Linked DNA regions of Drosophila melanogaster: regions 1, 2 and 4 are each linked to region 3. A link is a contact called in public Hi-C and HiChIP or PLAC-seq data. All regions are on one chromosome and are shown on one strand. Each heading gives the region's core, a stretch centred on a gene start, on an enhancer-like site or on the middle of the called end of the contact. The rest is flanking DNA. Distances are from core to core; before and after follow the strand shown.

The links. A called contact is a pair of places that touch in the nucleus more often than the background predicts. HiChIP or PLAC-seq counts read pairs in DNA pulled down with a chosen protein or histone mark.
Region 1: a contact with region 3 is called in a Psq HiChIP or PLAC-seq map of the Kc167 cell line, with 7 times the contacts expected there. The contact joins the promoter of lncRNA:CR44151 here to the enhancer-like site in region 3. A contact is called at or near these places in 1 of 1 datasets of contacts at CTCF or cohesin (the Kc167 cell line), 26 of 107 Hi-C or Micro-C datasets (the Clone 8 cell line, the Kc167 cell line, the OSC cell line and 6 more) and 3 of 6 datasets of contacts at active chromatin or transcription factors (the Kc167 cell line and the S2 cell line).
Region 2: a contact with region 3 is called in a Psq HiChIP or PLAC-seq map of the Kc167 cell line, with 4 times the contacts expected there. The contact joins two enhancer-like sites. A contact is called at or near these places in 1 of 1 datasets of contacts at CTCF or cohesin (the Kc167 cell line), 28 of 107 Hi-C or Micro-C datasets (the Clone 8 cell line, the Kc167 cell line, the ML-DmBG3-c2 cell line and 10 more) and 3 of 6 datasets of contacts at active chromatin or transcription factors (the Kc167 cell line and the S2 cell line).
Region 4: a contact with region 3 is called in a Hi-C map of the Kc167 cell line, with 6 times the contacts expected there. The contact joins the promoter of mtgo here to the enhancer-like site in region 3. A contact is called at or near these places in 61 of 107 Hi-C or Micro-C datasets (the Clone 8 cell line, the Kc167 cell line, the ML-DmBG3-c2 cell line and 18 more) and 5 of 6 datasets of contacts at active chromatin or transcription factors (the Kc167 cell line and the S2 cell line).

What each region holds. Positions count from the first base shown.
Region 1 is chr2L:16,627,809-16,630,508 of dm6, reverse strand. lncRNA:CR44151 (long non-coding RNA:CR44151) reads left to right here and starts at 1,336. Exons shown (of 1, transcript NR_073791.1): 1 at 1,336-1,757. The region is part of intron 2 of mtgo (miles to go); the gene reads right to left.
Region 2 is chr2L:16,643,795-16,646,494 of dm6, reverse strand. All of the region lies in intron 2 of mtgo (miles to go), which reads right to left. Among named protein-coding and RNA genes, the nearest start is that of lncRNA:CR44151, 16 kb to the right of the region's middle. Within about 2 kb of position 1,269, at least 13 of the 39 cell types and tissues checked have an H3K27ac peak or open chromatin away from gene starts, as enhancers often do. A contact at or near this core is called in the Kc167 cell line, the OSC cell line, the S2 cell line and 4 more, where this site is marked.
Region 3 is chr2L:16,587,486-16,590,185 of dm6, reverse strand. The region is part of intron 2 of mtgo (miles to go); the gene reads right to left. Among named protein-coding and RNA genes, the nearest start is that of CG31815, 17 kb to the left of the region's middle. Within about 2 kb of position 1,420, at least 38 of the 39 cell types and tissues checked have an H3K27ac peak or open chromatin away from gene starts, as enhancers often do. A contact at or near this core is called in the Kc167 cell line, the OSC cell line, the S2 cell line and 11 more, where this site is marked.
Region 4 is chr2L:16,543,636-16,546,335 of dm6, reverse strand. mtgo (miles to go) reads right to left here and starts at 1,320. Exons shown (of 5, transcript NM_001144357.2): 1 at 898-1,320.

The sequences.
Region 1 (2,700 bases), core at 87-2,586, 40 kb before region 3:
CTAAACATTCTACCCCGTAGCATCATAAATCTGAGCTGGTTTTGGAATACTACCAACTTAAAAATTACAACCATCCACCGCTACTATGATGATAAATAAACCGTCCACCCCTTTTGCTTAAAATCCCAGCTCGCTCACAAAAAATGGCTCATTGTCGTAAGGCAAAAAAGAATCCACGACTTTTAAATTCGCCGCCTGTTTGTTTGTTTTTTTTGTTTGAGGCTAACGAAACGTAGACCGAAATGGCCAAAACGTGTTGACAGTTTTCCCGGCTGCGGCTGCGGCTGCTTCAACTTCTTTTACATCTTCATCTACATTTTGCCCCCAAATCCCAAATCTCGCCTTAAGCATGTCCTTGAGCTGTACAATTTATTGCCGCTTTAAGTTATTTTGTCATTCTGCATTATTTCGTTTAGTTTTCCCATAGCATTTTGTTCAGCGTTGATTTTTTCACAACTCGCTTGCCTTTCTCCATTTTGTTGCGGGTGCCTCTGCCACACCCTGATTTCAATACGAAATTGCGCAATGTATTAAGAAAGCATTTTCAAGCAATTTAAAGGCAATTTTCCCACTCTCATCCGGCAAAGAAAAAAGAAATTTATGCGAATTTGTTTATTCTCTTCACTGTGAATTCGATTCATGGGGGAATTTATTTGGTGCCCGACAGTGATTATATGGCCAATATTGCGGCTTACTGCGGATTACACGGACTCCAAAAGGTATATTAAAAGATATATCTTCGAATGGGTCTTTTTTCTGGCCTATAAGCGTTAAATGCCTGACTTCATTGGCTCATGCATTGCAAATGTCACATTGTGCGAATTTAATTAGGTTGGCAAAGTATTACTTAAAGTAAGTTAAGCTTTATTAAATCACAATTGGAATTGTGTGCACTTTATTGTTAGAGATTTGTTCATTGTTTGTTATACATTTGTTTGTCGATGCATGTGGCATTCAAAGTTCACGGTCATATTTACCGGTGGCTATGCCAAAAAAAAAATATTACCCGTAGTTGTGCACAAGTACACAGGAAGAAATTCCATACCAATAATTAAAATACAGATTGAGAATACGTAGTGCTCACATTTTTTGAAAAAATTAAATTCAACATTTATTTATAGTGGTTAAATAAATATATAACTTATGAATTAAGTGTAAAGTTATTGAAGAACCGGTTTTGGTACCATATGAAGTGAGTGAATTTTGCTTTCGGTGCATGTACTCCCCACAAACCAAATCAAAGCGAGTGAAATTCTCATTTGACACGCAAAAAATGCTATTGTTGTTTCTCCACATTTTTGTATTTATTTTCTTCTTTTTGCCCATTTTGTTTGTGTTTTCCATGTGGGCCGCAGAGATTTTGCGCTTGAATATCAAACGCTGCAAAGGGGGGCGGGGCGGGAAAATCAATTACGTGTACGCGTCGCAAACGGATGTGGCAGACTACAACAGCAACACCAGCAAACACCAGCTATACCATCAGCTTTACCATCCAAAGCGGCAACACCAGCAACATCAACATTGCCACTTTAAGCCGGAAATGTGCGACAACCACAAGAGCTGGACGGGATTAGGCAGCGGAGCAAGTCGAGGGTCAAGCTCCATTCCACTCCTCGGATCTCTGGAGCGACCACGTGCCTGACATTTCAATTAAATTGCCAAAAAATATCTATACGCTGCGAGATTTATATCCCGAACACACGCACCAAAAACTTTAAGCCCGAAAAATGCAAACGAATAAATTGCGCTTCTTTGGCAAATCCCAAGCACACCAAATGAAAATATAAAAAATTGCGAAAAAATATGTACGAAATATATGTATAAAGAAAATTGGGAAACAACTTCCGTTTGATGAGAGTTGCATAAAAATACGGATCACAATGGAAAATACTTTTTTGGTCAATGCCAAAATGAAACACGTTTTTTCGCTTTTGAACAAATGACATGGAAAAAGAGTTATGGAATGAATGCATGGCATTATACTACATATTATTATATTAAATATAGCTTATTCATTAGTTCTTATTTAAAATGAAAAGGTACCACAGATAAACTGTAAATCTGCGCTGCCTTACCTATTAGGTTAAAGAAATTCTGATTTATATACAAATAAAATTTCAACTTCAAATGAATTTTCTATGAGTATGGAGAAGTCCCCTTCACATTGCAAATTTACTAGAATATATGGACAAGGCACTTAGATGATAAGCCCCTGAATAATTACTGTCTTAAGTGAAGCTAATGATTTAGCAAAATTATGTAACTGTCTGATAAACTCCGGTGAAACAGCTTGTGTAACAAATTGAATATCAAACGGAGGTGCATGGGTGATATAACTTTTAAGCCATACACGTATACCCAGCGCAGCTCAAACTGTGCAAATTGCAATTAGTGCCTAGTTGAGTTGAGAGTGTGAGACACTGACTAAATGACTAAATGAGCGATTGAGAAACTGACAGGCCAACGCAACGAGCAGACCCCGTGCCCGAATGATATAATTACGTTTCAATTAGTGCAGCAGTCTGCTGCCACATGCCCCGCAAAACTTGCAACAAATTATATTAAATGAGGAAGCCAGATGCAGGCAGACGGATGTTGGCGCTGGGGGGATTCGGGTAAAGCCCATTAAGGCGGTGATATACTGACATTGATAGTAGAGAAAATGCATCAGCTCAAGTTCTCCGTACTTGTACAAATGCC
Region 2 (2,700 bases), core at 20-2,519, 56 kb before region 3:
TCAGCCCTGATCCGCACTTCAATTTCTTCGCCCGCTGGGTTTTCGGTTTGTTTCGATGTTCGCCATTCGCCGCTCGCTTTTTGCATTACCATAAATGCATGCAGTGCTCCTGGCTGTTTCTGCTTCTTCCTCTTGGCCACCCCCTCGAGCAATTAACAATTAGTAGGAACTGTATTCCACCCAACTCCTTGCCCTCGCATAAGCCCCAATTCAATTAACTTGCCCACTTAAGCCAAAAAACGAAAGGCAAGGGAAAAGCTTTATTTTCGTTGTTCTGGCCAGGGAGTCTACATGAGTAAAATTAAATTATTTTACTTAAATAAGCTAGTTATTTACAAGAACTAACATTAATTATTAATCATGCTAATTATCTAATTTGGGAAAGATTTATTTAAGCGTGAGCAAATAAGTAAGAAGTTAGTGAGTAAGGAATGTAATAATAAGATACTCCATTCTGTGGTCTAAATGTATTTCTTTCAGTGTAAGAGTCCGGTTATTGCCGAGAGTTCCCCCATTTCGTTCTGGTCTTTTGTTTTGCATCCCACTCCGCATTCTCGCCAAACTACCCCTCCCCCCCTCATCAACCAGCAGAGTAATTCTTCTTCTTCTGCCCGCTACAATGGCATTGACATTAAGAAATGCTAACCCGCAATTTGCAATTTGCCAGCGAGTGAGTAGGAAAAATAAAACAAAAATTAAATATTACTGTGCGGCGGCAAAGAGAGCGGAGAATCCCAGAGTGGAAAAGAAGAAACAATAATAATAACAAGCCAAAGCGAAACAAAAAACGAGCAAAAGGCGAAGAAAGCGAAATCAGCGTGTGGCGCATGAAGCTCATTAAAACACGAAATGGAAGACGAATGACCAAAACCAAACGAAAAGGGGGGAAAGTGGGCAAAGGGCGGGAGGGGGTAAAGTGGGTGGCTAGAAAGGAGTGCAAAAGTAATACACTCAGCCAAAAACAAACATAGAATGCATATTATCAAAAGTAAGGTGGCAAGTCAAATTTTTTATACACCCAAAAATATTATTAAATGATAGTTATACATTTATAGGAATATATTTCATCTTATTGAGAAATATTGGTTCAATTATAAATATACAGTTTCCTAATATTTTTTTCGAATAATATTTGTTTTTCTTAGTATACTTAAATTAACCATAGAGAACTGCTGGAACGAAAACAAATGAAATCAAATTTAAAGCGTGCGTAATTAATTTCCTTTCCTCGACAGACTTGACTCCCCCGAATGGGGGCGTTGGCTAAGGCGCGGGGGCGTGGTCATTGTAGAGCTGTAGCTAAACCGTTGTTCGCTTGTTTCCTTTCTCTTTGGCTTTTGTTTGCATTGGTTTAACCCGTTGTTTTGTTGAAATATTTAAGCAGCGCAAGAGATTTACAGGATTTCCGAGAGCAGCACTTAGTACAAATAAGAAACATTAGCCATGGGAATGGCGAAATTTACACTAATTGTTATTAATTAATTTTCGAAATAGTTTACAATTACGTTACTTTGTTAATTCTGAAAGTAGAGAATGCATGTAAGTTACTTTTTACCATATTTATAAAATAAATGAAACCACATTTGCAATGAAATTTAATACTTTTCGATGTTTATTGGTATGGTTATTCGATGTTTAGCAATCTCTTTAAGTATCTGCTTTTTTTGAAACCTCTGTTTACCACGAAATTAACCCCTCTTTAGGTAATAAATCTTTGCTTGCCCTCGGATAAATAATTGTTGCTTCTTACAGACAAAAATACCTTGTCGTTCCGCGTTTCAATCGAGCGTATTTAAGACCACGACTTTTGCCTTTTGGCGGCACTTAAATTTCAATACGCTGTTGTTCTTGACTTTTACGGCTTTGGTTTGTATCGTTGGATTCTGTGGACGTTGCCAGCTGGCCATTTTGCCATTTCGGTGTAGCCAAAGCTGAAGCTAAAGCCAAAGTCGAAGCCGTCGCCTTTTTGCCTGAATAATTAATTTTATTTATGCCGCGACAAACGATGCTGCTGCGCTTTTTTACTCGATTTTTTCCCTTGTACAAGTACTTTGCTAAGCCGCAGTGATCATAAATTGTTGAGCACATGCAAAGCCCAGTGGGCGGGGCAGTGAGGTAAGCGAGAAAGGCGGTACAATTAGTTGGCAACACGAATGGCCCAAAACAAAAGTGAAAAGACAAAATGAGGCTATATTCACTGATAACCGAAGCAGAAAATAATTTATTTCCCTTTCAGAGACAACGAATCAAATGCACAGTGCAGGCCACAAAATTAGAACTAAGCGTAGTTAAAGTATTTGAAATAGTGGGTTTTTCATAAATCTCTTAAGGTTACATTGCACAAAAAGAAACATTATAAAAAAAAAACAATGATGCATTTAAGTTTTGTAAGGTGTGTTGATAGTTGAACACTAATTATGCGATACTAAATGCTCAGCCGCAATTGTTTAGTCACACGCATACCCAATACCAATGGCGACTTACGTGCTGCGCCATTTTGTCCAAAAGAAGATTTATAAGGCCGCAGCCACTGAGGATACTTCAAGGACAAAACATGGAAAAACGCCCCGGGGCAAGAAGAAAATTTAAACAGACTTAACTCAGACGCAGACCAATAAAACTTGTACAGGAGAGCCAGAAAAGAGGAAAAAACAGCAGCAGGAAAACAAATGACAGTCGGAAAATCCGGGGAAAATGGCC
Region 3 (2,700 bases), core at 171-2,670:
CGCAAACTTCAGGCGAAACACACACGGCTTGTAGATGGATATAAATGTATATATGTATATACAGACGTGTATATAATCTAATGTATCTTTCACGGGAAGCGTGTTTTCCATCTTCGCCCCGTTGACGTTTGTTTGATGTTTGGTAACCAGCTCGGATCACCAGCAATTCAAAGTTTGAGCATTTCAATTTATTGCCACGAAACGGCAAACATCAGATTGGCGGACAAGCCAGTGGTGCAGTCAAACATTTCAAGCACTTCAAAAAGTTTTCAACAACTTAAAAAAAAAAATGCAAAAAAAAAAATAATAATAATAACCAAATGCAAAAAAATTCGATGTCTTCAAAAGAAAATAAAGGAGAAAACCAAGCTAAAGTTTCTTGACTATCTGAAACCTCTTATTCAGCGAGCAAAAAATGTCAAATTATTTTGGCGTATCAATAGAAACTGGCCAAAAAAAAGCAACAAAAAACTTTTAAAAGTTTGGGCGTGAAAGTTGTAGAGTGGGCGTGGCAATCAAAATGTACATTATTCTAATTTTCTAGCTTTTATAGTTCCCACAGCCTTCGCACGATAAAATGACGGACTGACGAACGGAAGGATCCTGATCAAGAATAAATATACTATATCTGTTGCATACTTTTCAAGGAATTTAAAATACTCTTTTAATCTGCACTACATAATGTTATCATTCAATATCCTTACTTGAACTTAATAAACATATAATTGGAAAATGAAAATATAAACTGTGATTTTAAATAATTTATTTACTATGCTATCATTTTATATTATAAGTATTTTCTTTAAAATAATATTTATAGCGCCATATATACATAGCTACATAGCTATACAAAATTTCATAGATAGCTGATTGATCTATGGATTTTTTCCTCTAAAAGTTGATGCTAGACAGCTAACTTTTGGTATGCAGCTTCAGCTTAAAGACAACTCACTCACACACTCCCATTCTGTTGTGAGTGGGCAAGAAAAAAGGAAACTGCATTGAAACTCATAAATCGAGTTTTTCCAATTTTATCCCACAGCCTCTTTCCCACTTTTTTTCTTCCTCTTCCTCAACTCACATACACACGACAAGGCGACGATTTTTTTTTGCTTTTTTCTTCAAGCAGATTTTTCCCCATCGACTAATTTTTTCTTTTCCAAGCACACATACACATTTTCCAAGACTTAATCATTATTTTTCCAGTGCTTTGCTTTCATTACTTGATCACACACACTAGTGCCTTTTTTGTTGTTTGTTTTGTTTTGGTTTTTTTTTTTGTTGGTTGGTAGGGAGCAAGGAGGGGGTGGTGGTTTTCTTTGGGGTTTTCCTTCCACCTCTTCGTGTTTCCATGTACTTGTCTTTTAGCACTCTTCAGTGTGCATTGATTCCTTTGTTTGCCAACAACAACAAATAACAAATGCATCTAAAGTGAGTTTGTATCCGTATCTGTGTTAGTGAGACGCATCTTCATCTGTGAGCTGACTTGTTGACTGCTCAGTTTGCTGGATTCGATAGCAATAAGAACTACGGTTCTCTTATTTATCTAAGCGACAGGTTGCTCTCTTACTTCAGTACTAGGTATTTGATTTTCCATTTATATTGTAGATCGTGTCCTTTTGTTTTGAAGTTCTTCAATAACTAAGTATCCAAAACTGTAATAACTAATAGAAAGTAAAGCATATAGCTAAAAATTATTTTAACAAAATGTTTAATTTTAATTACATATTTTAGTTCATTATATTCTTAAGCCTTTATATGATTTTATTGTTTCCCTTTTTTTGGACGCTTAATTAGTGAATTCGTATTCCGTGTATTGTTTTTTAATGCCTGTATTTTACAGGTCACTCTCTCCTCCGCTTTTCTCTTTCGCTCTCTGTCTCCCTCTCTTTCACCCTGTTGATCAAGTGCTCAATTATATGACTTGTTGTACTTCTTGGCTTCCATTGACCATTCCGTGATTCCGAAAATCGCATACCAAAGCTTCCAGTGAAACCAATTCCAGTTTTCAATTGGAACAGCAAAAAAAAAAGAAGAAAAACCATCGAAGATTCAGGTCTCTCTGCCTCTCACTCTCTCTCTCTCTCTCTCTCCTTCCGTCTCTGCCACGGGTTCAGACACCCGTAAAGCAGCCAGCGTCATCGCACTTGCCATGTATTTGTATTTGTGTATCTGTGAGATCGCATTGTTGAGGAATTTCCAATTAGAAGCTGTAGACTTGTATAAGAGCGTTTGGGAGAATATAAGAGCGGTGGCTCAAAAGAGAACTTCGTAGAGTGGCTTGTTCGGCCACATTAAATCGGAAATGCCCTGCACGCTAAATTTTTACTTCTTTTACTTAAATGTTTATATGTTTATATATCCATTAAAAAGGGACTTAAAAAAATGAAATCTCAACATTGGGACTTTTTTATTTTTTTCTAGTTTTATAAGCAAATAACGGGCAAAAGCAAAAGCATTTGTAGACGATATCTACGATGTAAAATATTTCTTAGTACAATTAAGCATACTATTTATTACAAAAAAGTGACAAACTATTATATTAATCTGTAAAAACACGGACGTGCATTGTGTAAAATGTCATATTTTTAGTCTTATGGATTTTATATGATTATTTAAACTTTAAGAATAAAATTACCTTTGCGTCCTTTTCTCGAATAACTGCACTGCAATTGCTGTTACCAGCAAGCTGAAGCAATA
Region 4 (2,700 bases), core at 71-2,570, 44 kb after region 3:
TATTCAGTGTATGAAAGCAAAAAATGTAAAAGATATATGTAAAGAGGCAGTGGGCGGTGGGAGGAGGCCAGATATCCAAAAGACGCGACAAGTGTCGGCCGAGCTTTGTTTGGCGCAAAGAGAGCAGCGCACTTCGAAGAGCAAAAAGCGCGAAGCCAAAAATCCAAAGACGACCATAGATAGTAAATTGCAAAGTTTATGCCGCCAAGTTCATGAAATTGTAATAGCTTCATACCACGGTTATGCTTCACCAAAGTGGTCATACAATTAAAAAAATTACGTACACCTAACTTTAATCCATTAAACTCGTACATTTATAATTATAATTTCTGATTTGGCGGAATTAATGAACTAAGTACATCGTGCATTCATTTTGCTATTGGGTCCACGCATGAGCTTTGTAACAGTAAAAGAAGCCCTGACCATGCAGTTGCGTCAATGGGTGCGAGGGAGAAGGGTGAGTGTGGGAGCAGGAGGTGGGCTTGGGTATTAGAGAGAGAGAGAGTGGGAGAGCGCGAGAGGCACTGGTTGAGTTGGTTTTGCTGACTGCACTTGTTTTGCCATCGTAGTTATTGTTTTTGTTGCTTGCAACGTTTTGCTGCCACTTGGCCGCAAAGGCAACAAAAACAAACACACACTAATACACGTGCGCGTTATTGCCAATTCACCCACATACACACAAACAACAGTTAGCCGCCGCTTGTGTGTGTGTGTACGCTAACATATTGAACGCATTTTTTCATATTTCTCAATGGAAAAGCCAACTCTAAACACCGTTAATATCATCCATATTAGTTAGTTGTCATTTGTGAGAGAAGAAAATGTGAAAAACATGTAAATTGCTGGGCAAAATAATGCAACATATGCTAGCACCACACTCTGATATTATCAACTTACTTTGCAAGTATTTGCCTTTGAATTTGGATTTGATTTTGCTTTTGTTTTCTATTTATTTATTTGTTGCTTTTTGGTTTTATTTCTTGCTGCACTCACTAACACAGAAACACACACGTACGCGCTAAACACGAAAAGCAGCCAATATATTTTATTCGTTTTGATTTTCACTGCTTGGAAATTTTCGCATTTCCATTTTCGAAATGCGTAACAACAAGTATTCTGTGGTTGAACAAACAACGATTTACGCGAATATAATAAAATAACGATAAACGGTTATTACGATGGTTTCCGCTGGCCAAAAACCTGCGACGAAATAGTCAACTGAGGGGAAAACAAGTAACAATTGTACCTGCCGAATTTGTTTTTAAACGCTTGCCAGCTTTTCTGATTTTCCGATGCGAACGCGCGCGCTGCGAAAAACATATTCGAAGCGAGTCGGAGAAGCCCCTCTATATAGATTCTCTCCGGCGCTTGAAAACAATTCGCATTGAGTGAGTTACGAAAAGCGGCTGATTCGGGCGCCAATTTGCTCCCACGAATTCTGCACGCTCTTACTCCAACGCATTGGAATGCTCCGCGCTCTTGAGCGCTTTCTGCACTGTTCGCTCGCTAACGGTAGTTCATGTGACGTTAACGTAAAGCTTGTTTCATTGCTTCATTATTGCAATGCAAAAATTTACATTATTTCTTCTAACTTACCCATTAACCGAATTAAATCTAATATCTAACATCAAATAAGTCGTTATCTAAATTATTGTTTTAATTTTTTATTTGACCTGGGCTTTTCTATCGAATTCTATGTAATTCAATGCAAAAATTGAAGTTGTTAGTATTTTTTCTTTGTGCATAAGAGTAAGCAATTGTTGCTTTCGTGCGCTCTCTCTTTTTCACTATCTTTTAACCCGTTCGTTTGCGTGGGTGCCAGGGAAATTTCCACCCACTGAAAGTCCTAAAATTGAGTTATTAAGTGAATCAAGGGCCAGCAAGGTTTTTGAGCATAGTTATTTGAATGTCCAGAAGATCAGCTTATTACCAAATGCATTTATTTGATTACTCTATCATGTGACACTACGTGTACAAAAATTATATGAATAAGATATTTACGTAATGAAGCCGAGTACGACTTAACAATATTTTAAACTTAAAGCTAAATATACATTTTATAATTTGAATAAGAATAGGATTGGGAAATTCATATTTAAGGACGGGCTTAATATATAATATAAAATATCCCTTTTGGCGTCGACTGCGCTGCATTTCCTCTGCCGTCGTTTTTGTTCCAAAAATCGCGTGGGAGAGTGAGTGAATAAAGGAAAGGTTGGAAGAGGGAGAGGGAGAGAGTGAGAGTGAGTAGGTGAGTCCAGATTGAGTTATTTTTCCAAGCCTGCAACCTGTATGAAATTATGGCTCAAGAGGCCAAAAGCTTTACGCGGTTGAAAATTGTTGCTTTTGCGACGCCGGCCGAAATGCAAACAGCTGTTTGCAGAATACAACAAATAATAAATAACTTGAACTTCAAAGCAAAACGGAAGGAAGATTTCAATATTTCATGGAAAAAAAAAGAAAGAAACTGGCTAACAACTTCATACATATATAAATTTTAGTATACGTAATATTATTTGAAATCTAGGCAATTTTGTATTATCAAAGGTCAATTGAACAATATACATAAGTGGGAGAATCGAAAAATGACTCGTAATATAAGTCTAGTCCTGCTAATCCGTTTTGCAATGGACACCACATTATTCAAGTCAATTTCTATAAAATATATAATAAAATGATAATTGAAATTCATTTTCTAAG